Linked DNA regions of Mus musculus: regions 2 and 3 are each linked to region 1. The links are chromatin contacts, called in public promoter capture Hi-C maps. All regions are on one chromosome and are shown on one strand. The core of a region is the stretch at or near the end of the contact, and the rest is flanking DNA. Distances in the headings are between cores, read along the strand shown.

What was found. Promoter capture Hi-C pulls out the DNA fragments that hold promoters and counts their contacts. Capture Hi-C pulls out chosen DNA fragments and counts their contacts.
Region 2: a contact with region 1 is called in a promoter capture Hi-C map of pre-B cells, with 4 times the contacts expected there. The contact joins the enhancer-like site here to the promoter of Atp6v0d1 in region 1. A contact is called at or near these places in 3 of 39 promoter capture datasets (the C10 cell line, liver and pre-B cells) and 2 of 115 datasets of contacts at active chromatin or transcription factors (large pre-B cells and pancreatic cancer cells).
Region 3: a contact with region 1 is called in a promoter capture Hi-C map of liver. The contact joins the promoter of Esrp2 here to the promoter of Atp6v0d1 in region 1. A contact is called at or near these places in 7 of 39 promoter capture datasets (cranial neural crest, embryonic stem cells, fetal liver and 4 more), 2 of 484 Hi-C or Micro-C datasets (CD4 T cells and embryonic stem cells), 4 of 115 datasets of contacts at active chromatin or transcription factors (bone marrow-derived macrophages, embryonic stem cells, large pre-B cells and 1 more) and 3 of 9 other capture datasets (adipose tissue, liver and macrophages).

Annotation. Positions count from the first base shown.
Region 1 is chr8:105,563,238-105,568,093 of GRCm38.p6, forward strand. It overlaps Atp6v0d1 (ATPase, H+ transporting, lysosomal V0 subunit D1), which reads right to left and starts at 2,827. Exons shown (of 8, transcript NM_013477.4): 1 at 2,546-2,827. The coding sequence starts at 2,675. It overlaps Agrp (agouti related neuropeptide), which reads right to left. Exons shown (of 5, transcript NM_001271806.1): 2 at 4,369-4,489; 3 at 4,123-4,255; 4 at 3,883-3,965; 5 at 3,458-3,701. The coding sequence starts at 4,252. The coding sequence ends at 3,519. It overlaps Gm38250 (predicted gene, 38250), which reads left to right and starts at 2,943. Exons shown (of 4, transcript NR_168532.1): 1 at 2,943-3,037; 2 at 3,132-3,233.
Region 2 is chr8:106,392,280-106,397,135 of GRCm38.p6, forward strand. No RefSeq gene overlaps it. Among named protein-coding and RNA genes, the nearest start is that of Gm34026, 5.3 kb to the right of the region's middle. Within about 2 kb of position 2,287, at least 40 of the 459 cell types and tissues checked have an H3K27ac peak or open chromatin away from gene starts, as enhancers often do. A contact at or near this core is called in pre-B cells, where this site is marked.
Region 3 is chr8:106,135,102-106,139,957 of GRCm38.p6, forward strand. Esrp2 (epithelial splicing regulatory protein 2) reads right to left here and starts at 1,873. Exons shown (of 15, transcript NM_176838.2): 1 at 1,469-1,873; 2 at 1,256-1,384. The coding sequence starts at 1,666. It overlaps 1810019D21Rik (RIKEN cDNA 1810019D21 gene), which reads left to right and starts at 299. Exons shown (of 4, transcript NR_040346.1): 1 at 299-520; 2 at 2,066-2,249; 3 at 2,368-2,443; 4 at 2,727-3,622.

The DNA of each region.
Region 1 (4,856 bases), core at 1,577-4,076:
GGCCAGCCAGTGTAACTGAAAAAGAGCCTGTCTCAAAACAAAAGGGCTGTGGCTACAGTTCAGCAAAGTTCACTTGCCAAGTATCTCTAAGGCTTAAATTGGTGGGAGGAAAAGGGTGGTAGTGGGGCAGTGCTTAATGGGTGAAGAAGGAAGCAGAGAAAAAAGTAAGTTAAGTAAAAGACAACATAAACTCACCTTTCCTGGATGCTGATTCTGTCTTTAGTGCTTACTGGGTTCTTCATGCTGGGCTAAGCGTTTTACAAAGTAGCACTGTGGCCATCTCACAGTCTTTATGAGATAGATAGTGCTTATATGGCTGATGAAGAAGTCTATATCCAGAGACATTAAACAATTTGCCTACAATAATCCAGTAACCCATGTTTGCTTGACTCTGAACTCCTATTACCTCTGAGCACCAAGTGCTGGGGTATACTGTGTGTAAAGGAGATGAGTATGAATAAAAGAGCAAGTAGTCCCTAAGTGCTACTGGAAAGATCTGGATGGTGTTCCACAAGGAGGCCCACTGCTAAACAGTTCATCAGGAAGAATACCCTAGTGTGACTATTGCCAATGATGGGGTGTCTGCTGGGAAGACAGAAACACAAGCACCCAGAAATTCAACAGTGGAACTGGCAGCAGCTGGAGTAAGAAATGCCAGAAGCCAGAAAAGGCAACAGTGTCCACCCCTAGATTTATCCAAGTAAGGAGCTTCCTCAAAGAACAAAACTAAACACTAAATTCCTTGTAACAGGAAAAAAAAAATCTCCCAAGTCCCAGTTGATCCACAGAGCTCACACTGAGTGCCAAGCACAGTGTTAAGCCCCGCCCCAGGCAGCCAGGCAGCCTACTTCTCCTCTTCCCACAGTCACATCTAAACCTTTGGGGCTGGCTCCCACAGCCCAACATCTTGAACCTCTCCTTCCTTGCTTCCACTCATATGATAAAGGTGAACAATTTTTTCTTGCAGGTTAACATAAAAATCATAAAATCTACTACTGCTCTTTAACTTTAGTAAGTTTCCTATTTTAACATTATTTTTCACTTGACGGGACTAGTTTTCAAGGTAAACATTAACTGTATGAGCCCAACTTAACATCAGAAGTATTTGATAAGAAGTTTCTACATTGGGTGAATCACCCAGCCTCTTCCAGCTACAAGCCCCTTTCTTCAAAGGAATCCTTTAGGACTCAGAGATGGGAACTCATGTCTCTGTCCTTTACTACCATGTGCGTGGAGGGTCTAGAATTAGGGACATCTCTAGCTTAGTACATCTGCTACAGTTGAGCCATCTAACTTTAGATCAGTGGTTCTCAACCTTCCTAAAGCTGCAACCCTTTAAAACACCTTATGTTGTGGTGACCCCCAACTATAAAAATTATTTTCATTGCTGCTTCACAACTGTAATTTTGCTACTGTTGTTAACCATAAATATTTGTGGTTTTCAATGGTCTTAGGTGACCCTTATGACCGTCAAAGGGATGGTGACCCACAAGTTGGAAACTGTTGCTTTAGATTTATGTGTTAAGAAAGAGGAACTTGGGGGCTGGCGAGATGGCTCAACGGTTAAGAGAACCGATTGCTCTTCTGAAGGTCCTGAGTTCAAATCCCAGCAACTACATGGTGGCTCACAACCATCCGTAAAGAGATCTGATGCCCTCTTCTGGTGTATCTGAAGACAGGTACAGTGTACTTACATATAACAATAAATAAATCTTAAAAAAAAAAAAAAGGAAAAGAAAGAAAGAGGAACTTAGCTTTCTGTCACTCTTGTGTAAGAAACTGGTGCCCTGCCGGGCGTGGTGGTGTGCGCCTTTAATCCCAGCACTTGGCAGGTGAATTTCTGAGTTTGAGGCCAGCTTGGTCTACAGAGTGAGTTCCAAGACAGCCAGGGCTACACAGAGAAACCCTGTCTCGAAAAACCAAGAAAGAAAGAAAGAAACAAACAAACAAACTGGTGCCCCAACAGTGCTGGGGTGGGGTGTGAATGCAGGTTGGGGCCAAATACTTGTACGTGAATTTCTGATTTACAGAGCCACCTCTTGCTTTTCCAAACAGTCTTGAAGACTCTACACAGCCAGCGGTTCAGAGCTGGGAGGAACCTCTCGCTAAACTGGCTTAGCAATTCCCCAGGACGACCCAACCCTCAGACCAACACCACCAAGACACAACGATTCTAAAGCCCTTGGGGGAGGAGAGAAGCCTTTTCCATCTAACTTCCCTAGGCACTGCCACCCAACAGGCCTAGGGTTGGGCCAGGGGGAAGAAGCTTGGAGGCGCACTCGTCGCGCCGGCTAACCAATCCTCGGGGACCCGTCCTTCTAAATTATAGGACTAGCTCGACGAGGTTAGAGGCAACCCGAGCCCAGGTAAACCACTGCGGTTCTTGAAGGCTTGTTTACGTCTGGGCCCCCGCGCAGAGCCGCAGCTAGAGGCAGACTCCTTCCTGACATGCCCACCATCAATCAGCTCGCGGGTTCCCAGAGGCCTCGCGTGCCCTTCCCGGCTCAGGGAGGCCCCCCTCAGACAGCCCGGACCCGCGGCTCACCCTCGAGCGTCTCGCACTGCACCAGGTTGAGGTAGTCCGCCTGGCTGAGCACCCCGGCCTTCAGGCCGCGCACTAATCCCTCCAAGTAGCCATTGTCCACGTTGAAATAGAGCTCCGGGAAGAACGACATGGCTGCGGCGGGGGTGGGAGGCGGCAGGGGAGGCGGGGGGCGGCGGGACCAGAGAGCCCCGATCTGCCCGCACGCAACTAGACTCCCCGGATCAGCTGACGCGGCGGCCGCAGCGGGCTGTCAAGTGCGTCAGGTGACGCACCGCGTCTCACGTGACCGCAGTAGGGCCTGGCTCTTAAATGGCTCCAGTTTCCGGGCACCCTGGCACGCATGCGTTACTCTGGAGTGCCCGACCGGCTATAACTGCCCTCCCGGCGCCTGCGCACTAAGGAAAGGCGGCCCTGGAGCGCCTAGCGGAGAGCAAAGAAAGGTCGATGATGGAAATCGACCGCGTGGTGGTGCTAATACCCTCAGGATGCGAGGTGGGCCCTAAGTTGAGTTTTCCTGGGTTTGGCGCTTCTGTCTGGCTTCATTAGGGCCAGCCGGGTAAAGCTGAGCGGGTGTGCTATTCCTTAGGCTGTCGAGGCTGTCTCCTACCAGACAGAAACCGAGGTCCAAGGAAGAGGAGGGGAGAGTTTCGGAGCCAAATGGTTATCCTCCAACTAGACTTTACACCCGGTAAGCCGCACTGCGCCCGCTTTCCCGGCGTTTGTTGCACTAGTTCTCTAGGACCGGGGTGTGGCCTTCTGATTTCCCCAAGGGGCCTGGTGCCTTAAACTCGCCCATATATGTGGTTCAGATGATGGTGTAGCTTAGACCCCGAGGTTATGGTGTGTGTGGTTCCAGCATGACGACGCCCCGACAACCCTTCGACAGCCACGTTTGAAATAACCACAGCTTTAAGGTTAAACCGTCCCATCCTTTATTCTCATCCCCTGCCTTTGCCCAAACAACATCCATTGGCTAGGTGCGACTACAGAGGTTCGTGGCCGTACCCAGCTTGCGGCAGTAGCAAAAGGCATTGAAGAAGCGGCAGTAGCACGTAGCGCACGGGTCGCAGCAAGGTACCTGCTGTCCCAAGCAGGACTCGTGCAGCCTTACACAGCGACGCGGAGAACGAGACTCGCGGTTCTGTGGATCTAGCACCTGCATTCGTAGGGGAATAAGGTTCAGGAAACTCTCAAACCCCGACCCCAGTAGGGTGGCAGTGGACTGAGGTCAGGGAGGGGCTGCAGTTCTGCCCAGGTTGGGTAATCCGGAAGTGGGGAGAGATGATGGTATCTGATGCGCCCTACCTTCTACTTTATCCCTTTCCCTAATGAGTTACCTCCGCCAAAGCTTCTGCCTTCTGCAGCAGAACTTCTTCTGCTCGGTCTGCAGTTGTCTTCTTGAGGCCATTCAGACTTAGACCTGGGGCAGAAGATGTGAGGGCCACACCCACCATGCACCAAGTACCCACCTCCCTAGGTTGGGATTGGGATTGGGGAAGGAGGTCTAAGCCTGGGCGGGCAGGTCTGTGGCCAGCAATGGTCGTTGCCCCACATATCCCCAACCTGACCATACTCACCTGGGAACTCTGGGAACAGAGCCTGGTCAGGCCTTCTGATGCCCTTCAGTGGAGCCACGCCCATCTGGACCCCCAGTGTGGGAGGCAGTGCCAACAGCAGAACACAACTCAGCAACATTGCAGTCAGCATGGCCTGGCTCAGCAGGAAAACCCCCATTTAGTCTCTCCTCATCCTTAGGGTACCCTACCAGCGCTGAGAGAGATGCTCCCAGAAAGTCCCAATTCCTGTATAGTCTTTGTGCTTACCTTTGCTTGCTGATCTTTGCCTAGGGATGTCCTGGTCTCTTGTGCCCTGAGCTTATATGGCAGTGCCTAATAAAGGGTCCACACGTGACTGCTTCCTGTAGCCAGGGCATGAGGTGCCTCCCTGGAAAATGGAGGCACAATTCAGGCTTTCTCCCTAAGACCTGAACCTTTGGGTGTTCTATTAGAACATCTCCAATTTGGCATGAGACAGCCAGGAACCAATTAAACTTTGGGAACAAGATAGGGTGTCCAGACCCCAAAATTTCCATAAGAGCAGAACCTAGGGATGGGTCATGCTAGAACCATTAGCAATAATAAGGCAGGCGGCCCTCTGATCTTAATTTAATTTCTGTCCCCACAGATGTTCACTTAGTCTCCCTAGGACATGTTGTTTCCTTTGCTTCCAGGAACTTTGTCAAGGGCACCAAAGAGGGTCAGTATCACCATGCAGCAGTGAAGTGAAAAACTAGACCCAAGGTTTCTTTGGA
Region 2 (4,856 bases), core at 1,037-3,536, 830 kb after region 1:
ATATAAAACTCACTTTTTTTTCTCCTTTCAACTCTGCCGTGTGTGTGTGTGTGTGTGTGTGTGTGTGTGTGTGTGTGTAATATGTGAATTCAACTTTTCAGGTACAGAAGCAGCAAGAACTATTTCTATTTTTGTATTTCATAACAGTCCAATGTGTGATTTTCCTTTGAGGCAGTGATTATGAAAGTTGAGCTTTAAAAACAAAACCTGTTGGCCATAAGTGCAGAAGGAATCAGACACTAGTAACTGGATACATTTGTTGAAATGACCCACATAGGAAAAAATTTTTTAAAAATTAAATGAAATTTGTTTGTCGGGGAGGGGGTTGTAAACTGAAATTTTCTGAGTTTCTTATATCTATCTAATGGTTGAATCTATATCAAGGGGGTTCAGCATGGTGAGGCACGTCTTTAATCCCAGCATGGGAGGCAGAGGCAGGCAAATCTCTGAGTTTGAGGCCAGCCTGGTCTACAGAGTGAGTTCCAGGACAGTCAAGGCTACACAGAGAAACCCTGTCTCAATCAACAACAACAACAAAACAAAAACAAAAAACCAGCCAGTTCTATCAAGGAGCTGCGGAATTGGCTCAGTACTTAAGAGTACTTGTCGATCTCACAGAGGACCTAGGCCCTGATTCCTAGCTCCCAAATGGTGGCTCACAATCACCTGTAACTCCAACCTTAGGAACCAATGAGTTCTTCTGATCTCTGCAGGTACCAGGCACACAAAATATTAACATAAATAAATATTTTTTAATTTAAAAAACTATAGCAAATCACTCCATTATAGTGGGTTATTTTATTGGATATTTTCTTTATTTACATTCAAATGTTTTCCCCTTTCCAGGTCTCCCCTTCAGGAACCCTCTATCCCATCTCTCCTCCCCTTACCTCTATGAGGGGACTCCCCCACCCACCCACCCCCTCCTGTCTTCCCATCCTGGCATTCCCCTACACTGGGGCATGGAATACCCTCAGACCCAAGGGCCTTTCCTCCCATAGATGTCCAACAAGGCCATCCTCTGCCACATATGTGGTCAGCGCCATGGGTTGCTCCATGTGTATTCTTTAGTTGGTGGTCCAGTCCCTGGGAGCTCCCAGAGATCTGGCCTGTTGACACTGTTGCTCCCCCCATGGGACTGCAAACCCTCTTAGCTCCTTCAGTCCCTTCTCCAACTCCTCCACCGGGAACCCCTCCCCCCGCCCCCCGTGTTCAGTTCAATGATTGGCTGCAAGCCATTATAGTGTTTTTAATATGTAAACTCTATTACTATGCATAAATTAAAGTGTGGTGTGTGTGTGTGTGTGTGTGTGTGTGTGTGTGTGTGTTTTAAATTAGTGGTGGAAATTACTGATGCCATGTAGCCCTGAGCAACAACAGGACCAGTTAGATCCCTGTAACTTGAGTCAGAAAATATTTGTGTTAGCTGGAATGTATCTAGTTTATCTTAGGCTAATACCAAATCTATTGTGGAGCCAGAGTCAAAGTATAAGGCTCCAATCATAATAGATTTGTTCATTTATAGTTTGTTTGGAAACAACTAAGGCTATTCTTAGTTGACAATTGTGGTGGTTATATGAATCAAGATGGCTGCAGTCATGTCAAGGTGAATCCATACACCAAGGCCAAGATATCATTCTCTTTCTGTAGAGAGGCCCCACTCCCCAAAGGGACTAAGTAACTGTGTTTCCAGTAGCCTTTTCTCCAAGGGGTGGCACACAAGGCTTGCACTTGAGGGGCCTCGTTCCCTTCCCCCTTTTCACATTTCATCTCCTTAAAATAATGTTTTTATTTTTGAGATTATAATACAATTACATCATCACATTCCATTCTTAATGTAGGCACGATGGTCTCTGCCACCATGCTGATGACTGCAGTGTCCCCAGAGGAGAGTCACAGACAGGGTAAGTACCAAGTGGGAGGAGGGACACTTAGAGGTTCTCTTGGGACTCAGCAGGAAGAGCAGGAGTTCTCAACCAGGGCACAGAGTTTGAAAGGGCTGGCGAGGTAAGCCACCAAATGTTTGTAGACTCAGCTATCATCTAACTAACTGCCTGGACTCACATCCCCAGGCCAGTACTTATATATAGTTAAGGGAATTTGACCAGTTGGTGAACAAGCTGCAGTTTACCAGGTCAAGCAGAGATTCCGACTACGGCAATTTTAAAAATAAAACTCGTTCTTCCACACAAAGCTATGATCTTCAGATTGTCAGTACTCAGGGAATCAGAGCCTACAGGGTGGATTTTAGGGAAGTCAGTCCCACTGAGACTCCCAAAGCCATCTGCTAATTGCTGACCAAAACCAACAGAAGAGGAAGTTGTCTTGCTTAGTTGGTAAAGCTTGGAGCTGTTTCCTGCCTCCCCAAATCAAGGTCCTTGAGGGGCCCACATCCCAAATACAGTTATTCAAGTCAAGCTTGAGCTACGGCAGCTAAATAGAGATCCTCCCCTTCAGAAACCCTCTTAGAGAGGAGATTTCACAACCTTCGGGACCTACTCCAGCTCTCCTGGCCCCGTCTTCCCCGTTTCATGAAGTTCAATGTAGAGCAAACAACTAGGTCCTGCTTGTCAGATTCTCCTTTCCCTGGGAGTGTGTCCAGTCCTGGTCTCACAGCTTAGCGCTTTCTGTCTCTAAGAGTAAAGGAAGTGAGTCCAGCACAGCCTTCACTGTGCACCCCAACGTCTTCCTGATAACCCGTATGAGGCTCTGGTCTTTTTCAAAAATCGCATGAATTCTCTAAACCCTCTCTCCAGCAGGCAGGCAACTTTCTCAAATATATACAACCCTCACAAGTCAAACCTCTCAGAATCTCATCTTTGAAGAATAGTCCTGTTATAGCTTGATTGTTGAGTTGGCAGACTGTAAAGGTCAAGTTTCTGGGTTCCAATTCTGTTTCTGTTGTTTATGGGCTCTGAAATCTAACAAGTCATAGAATATTTGTAAGCCTCAGATTTTCTTCCTTCCTTTCTTTCTTTCTTTCTTTCTTTCTTTCTTTCTTTCTTTCTTTCGTTCTTCCTTCCTTTCTTCCTTCCTCTCTCTTTCTTTTCTTCCTTCCTTCCCTCCTTCTCTCCTCCTTCTCCTCCACCTCCTCCTCTTCCTCCTTATTATTATTATTATTGTTATTATTATTATTGGTTTTGTGTGTGTGTGGCTCTCAATGTCCTAGAACTAGCACTGTAGATCAGCCTGGCTTAGAACTCAGAAATCTGCCTGCCTCTGCCTCCAGAGGCGTGCACCACCACTGCCTGGCTAGATTTCCTATCTTTAAAATGAATATGGAAATATTGTCTCTTTATAAGGTATCATGAAGTTCAATGTAAAGCAAACAAGTAGGTCCTGCTTGTCAGATTCTCCCAGTTTTTGTACCAGAAATCTTCTGTTCAAGGAAGGGTTTCAATCTTGAGCAAACTGGGATGGCTGGCTGCAAGGACCTGAAAGTATTTAGCCCAGTGCAGGTGGCTCGTACAAGTTCCATTAGTGTCAGCAGATTGAGGCCCAGGTGGTCACTTCCCTGACTTACTTTCTTTCTTTCTTTCTTTCTTTCTTTCTTTCTTTCTTTCTTTCTTTCTTTCTTTCTTTCTTTCTTTCTTCCTTTTTTGCGCATGCCTGCATGTGTTCCTCCTGACTCCACCTTCTGATTCCACCCACTGGGGTTATGGAAGTGTCTCACCACACCTGGCCTTTGGGGTTTCTCAACTCTGTTTGTTTTGTTTATCTGTTTAGTTATTGGGCATCTATATTGTGTGCATGAATGTAGAGGTCAGAGGACAACTTGTGGTAGTCAGATCTCTTCGACCACATGGGTCCTGGGAGTATATCTTAGATCATCAGGCTTGGTGGTGGGTGCCTTTACCCACTGAACCATCTTGACAGCCTAGGCCTTGGCTGTTATAAAGACAAGGTTTTCCTACGTAGCCCAGACTCATTTTCCATTTGCGATCCTCCTGCCTCAGTATCCCAAGAACAGGAATTATAGGCTTGTGCCACCATGTCCCGTCCTTCTGTGCCTTATCAGCTTCCTGGGAAGTGCTTTGACATCTCTAAACTTCCATTTAGGGAAACTTAAGGGCTAAAGAGAATTCTTTTCACTGTGGCTTAATTTGTTATATAGTCTTGAAGGTAGACAGTACCGTGTGTTCATTTTCCTGCTAAACACAGTGAGGAATGAACCCAGCCTGCCCAGAGAGAAGTGGGAACTTCATCTTGCTGGTGGTACTTTACCTATAATAGGGACTTATTTAGCTCAGGAAATCTTTTTCTCTTTTTTAAATTTTTACTCATTCCTTGTGAGTTTCTCCTCAGGTACTCCAATCCCACTCATCTCCCTGTCCCTTCATGCCCACCCTCCACCCTTGCAATCCTCCCCCCCAAGCGAAAATAAAAAACAAAAACAAAAACAAAAAAAATAAGCACTAAAAGCCTCTTGTTGTGGAGGCTGTAGTGTGTCACAGTGTGTCCCACTGAATACCTCTTTTGTCCACGGCTCTTTATTTGCGAATGTTCATTGGAATGAGTCATTAGACTGTTTTGAAGCCTCTGTCCTCTGGTCTCTGCTACACCATCAATACTGGATCCTCACCAGGACTCTTCTCTGATATTCTGTTGTTGCCCTGTGTCATGGAGATTCTGCAGCTTTGGATCTGTAGGCCCAGTCCTTTCATGTGCTCCAGCAACTCATAGATGAGTTAGATGCTGGGGTGTGCCAATTCAAAACCCTGGATCTGGGCCTGAGTGGTAGCTGAGTTGGTCAGCCCACCCGCTCTCCCACATCCACACTACTAGATAGCTCAGCAAATCCTATCAGAATGTGAGAGGGGAGCTAAGACAGTTGATAACCTTTTGTCTGCATGTGG
Region 3 (4,856 bases), core at 623-3,122, 570 kb after region 1:
CCTAATCCCCACCCCTAGCCTAGTTCCCTGTCACCTCCTCTAGGCCAAATGAGAGCAGTCGCACATAACCCAAGCCCCCATTAAACACACTCCAGGAGTCTGGAGTCGGGCCAGAGCAAACACCTGGTGGAGTGAGGCAAGCAGGTGGGGAGGGGAGGAGCAAAGCAGGTTAAACCTGTCCTGGACCAGGCACCACCCTCAGACAGGTGGGGGAGGTTCACACCTGCCCGAGGGCCAAAAGGCCCATGGTCAATGGCAGCCCCGCCCCTTGGTCCGACCAACCCAGGAACAGAGCCACCAAGGACAGAGCTTCATACTTGGCCACTCGCAGCAGCCTGAGCTTTGACCCACACCCCATCGACCAACTGGCACAGAACTGTTTGCTCGTAGAGGGGGGTGGGTGGCACTCTGAAGGCTATCCAGCACGATCCGGCCCTTTCCCTTGGCAATTCTGTGACACTTTCCAATCTAAGGCCGACAGAGCAAGGCAACCAGATTTTTTTCTACAGCACCCTCCCAGGTGAGCAGTGGGCCTGGAGCCCTTCTGTAACCTGGCATCTGTAGGTCTTCTCATTAAGAACGAGAGTCAGAAGAGGAAAGGACTTAACACTCATTACAACTCAGTCATGGGGTGAGTGAGCAATGCAAACAGGGAAAACTCACTCCCACTTGGCCAGGGTGCGGGGTGGGTATGGGAGGGGGCATGCGCCTAGGCCTTTGCGCTCATTGGGCAGGTAGCCCCTAGATAATGTTCGGACAGCACCCACTCACCCACGCCTGGCCAGTCAGCTGGGACAGGCAGGCCTAAACCAGCCGGCCTCACCTAGAGGCGTCTGCCCCCGAGGCAGACACCGCCCGACGCCCTCGCTTCAGCGGTTCCCAGGAGAGCAGGCGGCAGAGACCAAGTGATCTACCGCTAAACCTGAGCCCACCTCGACCCTATTTCTGACGTGTCCTCTGCTAGCGGGGGGAGTGGGAGGGAGAGGAAGGGGCCTCGGGGGGATGGATCCCTTAGCCGCTATTGTCAACTTCCTCGGCAGGAGTGGATGTCTGTAAAGGTTGGAAGGTAAGGTGGCTCTGGGAATGGCCTAGCACGCTTCCACGCGGTAGTCGCTCAAAAGTTTCAAACAAGACCTTGTCCTACTGGCCGTGCCACTGGGTCGCGTCGCTCCAGGTCTCCCCTCCTCCCCTCCCCCTCGAAGTAGTGTCCCTGCCACTCCGCAGTTCCACCACCCACGCGGGCCCCCACGCTCACCTGTTGCAGCACTTTGTCCAGGGACTCCGCCCGCGCTAGGCTGTCTGCGCTGAGTCCACTCGCCTCGCGGCATTGTGGACTCAGGGCAGCCGCCTCGGCGCGAACTAGCGACTTGTGCAGCGTCCCCACCTAAAAGCACCGAGGGTAACCCCATGAGCCGCTGTGCCTCAACAGGCTCTGAAGCGTCCCGAGGTCCCCTCTTTCCCACCCTACCTGTCGGCTGCGCGGCTCCACCACTTGCCAAACTAGGAGGATTAAGTCGGTCTCGTCCGAGCCTAGGTCCGGCCCCAGCGCACCGGCAGTGGCCCCGAACAAAACCACCAGCGACTGAGGTTCGGGACAAGGGTCTGTGGCCGAGTCTACTGCGGGATCTGGGCCCGGGGGTGGGGGCGGCGGCGGCGGCGGAGTCATGGCCGCAGAGGAAGGGGGCGCTCGGCCACACACGCGGACCGACGAGGCGCACACACGTACCGACCGACAGCAGACAGACGAGCTTGGGCGGGATCCGGTGTGTTGGGGGCGGCACCTGCGGCCGGGTGTAGTGGGAGCTGCAGAGACCCGCCCGCGGTGCCCTTTGGGGCTGGGCGGTGCGGCTGCCTATCCCTGCCTACTCCGGCGAGTTACCTGCGGCCCGGAGAGGCCACGTGATCAGGACGGCCCAGGGAACCCCGCGGGAGGGCCAAAACCCTGCCCAGGAGGCAAGAGCTCACTTCTGCTGAGGCGTGCGCTCGCCGGCTGGAGTCCCACCTCTTGCTGCAGTCCGGCGAGACTCCTGGGACGAATCCATTCTTTCTCCTACTTCCTCTCTAGCAGGCACTCTGAGTCCTCCGCAAAAGAATGTGCAGGATCAGAGGCCTCTTTCCATTCTGCAAGGGTCACGCAAGACCCATGGAATTCAACAGGAGGCAATCTAGGGACTATAAAAGGTCGCGACGTCTGGCTTGAGGTTAATGGAAGTTACAAAGGGTCAAAAGCCGACAGTGAGCGCTACCAGGTATCCACTGGAAGTCGGTGAGAGAGATCCGTTGGGGAAAGGGAGGGAGGTAAAGATCAAGGGTTCTTAGAACTGTGGGCGGTCACTAGAGATCACAGAGAAGGACGTGCCCATACAGGTGTCGGGTCGGCGTAGTGCCGGCAGTGCAAGGCGCACGTTACTGTGGACCTGAAGGCTCAGGCCTTGGTGCCAAGGTAGGAAAATCGTGCTTAAACTTTAGAGAGCTGTATCCTAAATGAAGCCGTGTCTGCTGGTAGAGATCTGGAAGTTCAGCCTACCAACCCCACTTGGGGTTTGCCTGCTTGTTTTTGTCTCTCTTGGATGATGATAGAAGTGTTATCTGGCTATTGAAAGCACTCCAGCAGAGAGCGGCTAGAGTTGAGATGTGTAGAGTTGAGTCTGCATCCCCCAACCCAGTTCAGAAGAGTCCCATTCATCCCATGCAGTTTGGTGAAACTCCCTTACTGTTGTTTCCAGGCCGCCCTGTGGGCTCAGGATAGTTTCCCACCTACTCGACTGTAATTAGTACTCTGGCGAGAGTAAAAAGGTACTGGCGTGGGACTTAGAATACAGGATGCCACCGGCTGAAGAAGAACCTTGTGTGTTTGGAAAAGCGGGCTGCTTCCTATCGGTCTTGGATAAAAGGCAACCCAGAGCCCGGGTGCATCCCTAACTCATGCCCAAGGAAGGTCGTGCGGAGCCAGAGGACCTAGAATGTATAGTGCGCCTTCTGGGTTTGTCCACACAATAGCGCAGGAACACAGCGACCCAATATAGTGAGAAGTGGCCGCAGCGCACACCCTGAGACCCTTCACCAGGCGGCCCACCCGGAGCCTGCCTACTCAGCCCCGCTACCACGATAAGCCTGGAATGTCAAATATTTGTTCTAGGAACCCAGTGAAACCTTGAGGTAAAGCCCCTCCCCTCCTCCCTCCCATTCCGGAGCGCGCCTGCGTCAGTCCAGGCTTTCCGGTAAGGACACTCCCTTCCAACTAGTTCCTTCTCGACACCCCTGCAACCCATCGTCCTGACTATTTAAACTTCACAAGGTCTTCGCTACAGGCTCAGGTTCAGTGAGGCAGAGTCTTGGCTTCCCTACCCAGTTATCCCAGAGCTACTGGTATCGGTTTCTACCCACAACCTCCGAGCAAGGCTCCCCTTTCAACCTGTAGACCTCGCCTCCCGATTCTCGGGAGATCTTGCTGACTGTGGAATCCCTGGCTGTTCCGAACCCCCTGGAAAGAAGCGGCTGTTCCCAGGTTTCTGCAAGGTAACGAATCTGAAGAGTCAACAGAATTGAGCGGCTCCATTCATTCGACTCTGGTTCTCTCAACCAGGCATTCCCCATATTAAAACAATTCCAGAACTTCAAAGTCTTTGGTATTTTGCTTTATCACCTTTATTTGTTTTTGTGTAGGCACGCACAAGGCACAGTGCCAGGGTGGAGGTCCGAGAACAGCTTGTGGGACTTGGTCCTCTCCTTCCACAAGTGGGTCCTGGGCACAGAACTCAAGCAAGCCCTCTTACATCCCCGTTTTGTTTCTATACCATGTACTCGATAGAGGATGACCTTGCAAGTCTGATTTTCTCAAGTGCTTAGGAACCCAGCTAGAGGTGCCTCTGCACTCATAGCTACAAGATCCAAGATAGTTTGGGCTCAGTTTTGAAAGTTCCAGGCCCTAAATCAACAAAGCCAATAAGATTAGTAGCTGAGGGTGATGGGTTTGTAATCACCACAGGAGTTCCAGCCCACCCGGAGCTGCTAGTTAAGCAAAAGTAAATACTTTTTTTTTTTTTTTCGTTTTTTCGAGACAGGGTTTCTCTGTGTAGTCCTGGCTATCCTGGAACTCACTTTGTAGACCAGGCTGGCCTCGAACTCAGAAATCCACCTGCCTCTGCCTCCCAAGTGCTGGGATTAAAGGCGTGCGCCACCACACCCGGCTAAGTAAATACATTTTTAAACTAATTATTTAGCCAGAGGGTGGTGGCTCCTGCCTTTAGTCCCAGCACTGGGAAAGCAGAGGCAGGCAGATCTCTGAGTTCGAGACCAACCAGAGCTCCAGAGAGAAACCCTGTCTAGAAAAACAAACGACAAAATCGTTTATAGCCAAGTGTAGTAGTCCATGCCTTTAGTTCAAGCAGAGACCAGTGGATCTCTGTGAGATCAAGGCTAGCCTGGTCTAGGACAGCTTGCATACAGAGACCCTGTCTCAAAACAAATCGTAATGAGATCAATCACACTATCATTTAATAGACAACCTTGTACTCCTTACACGACCCCTTGAAGCCAACTTTTAACACGTTTTCTTTAAGACCCTATCTGTGTACTAAGGTTTATTTACTTATTTATTTACTTAGTGGTTTTTGACAGTACTGGAACTTGCTTTGTAGGCCAGGCTGGCTTTGAACCCTTAAGAGATCTGCCTATTTCTGCCACCCCAGTGATGGGATTAAAGGCATGTGGTACCATGCCTAACGACTTTCTTTTTGTTGTTATTTAATGCATTTATTTTTAAATTTAATGTGTGTCTTAGTTGGGGTTTGTATTCCTGCACAAATATCATGACCAAAAAGCAAGTTGGGGAGGGAAGGATTTATTCAGCTTAC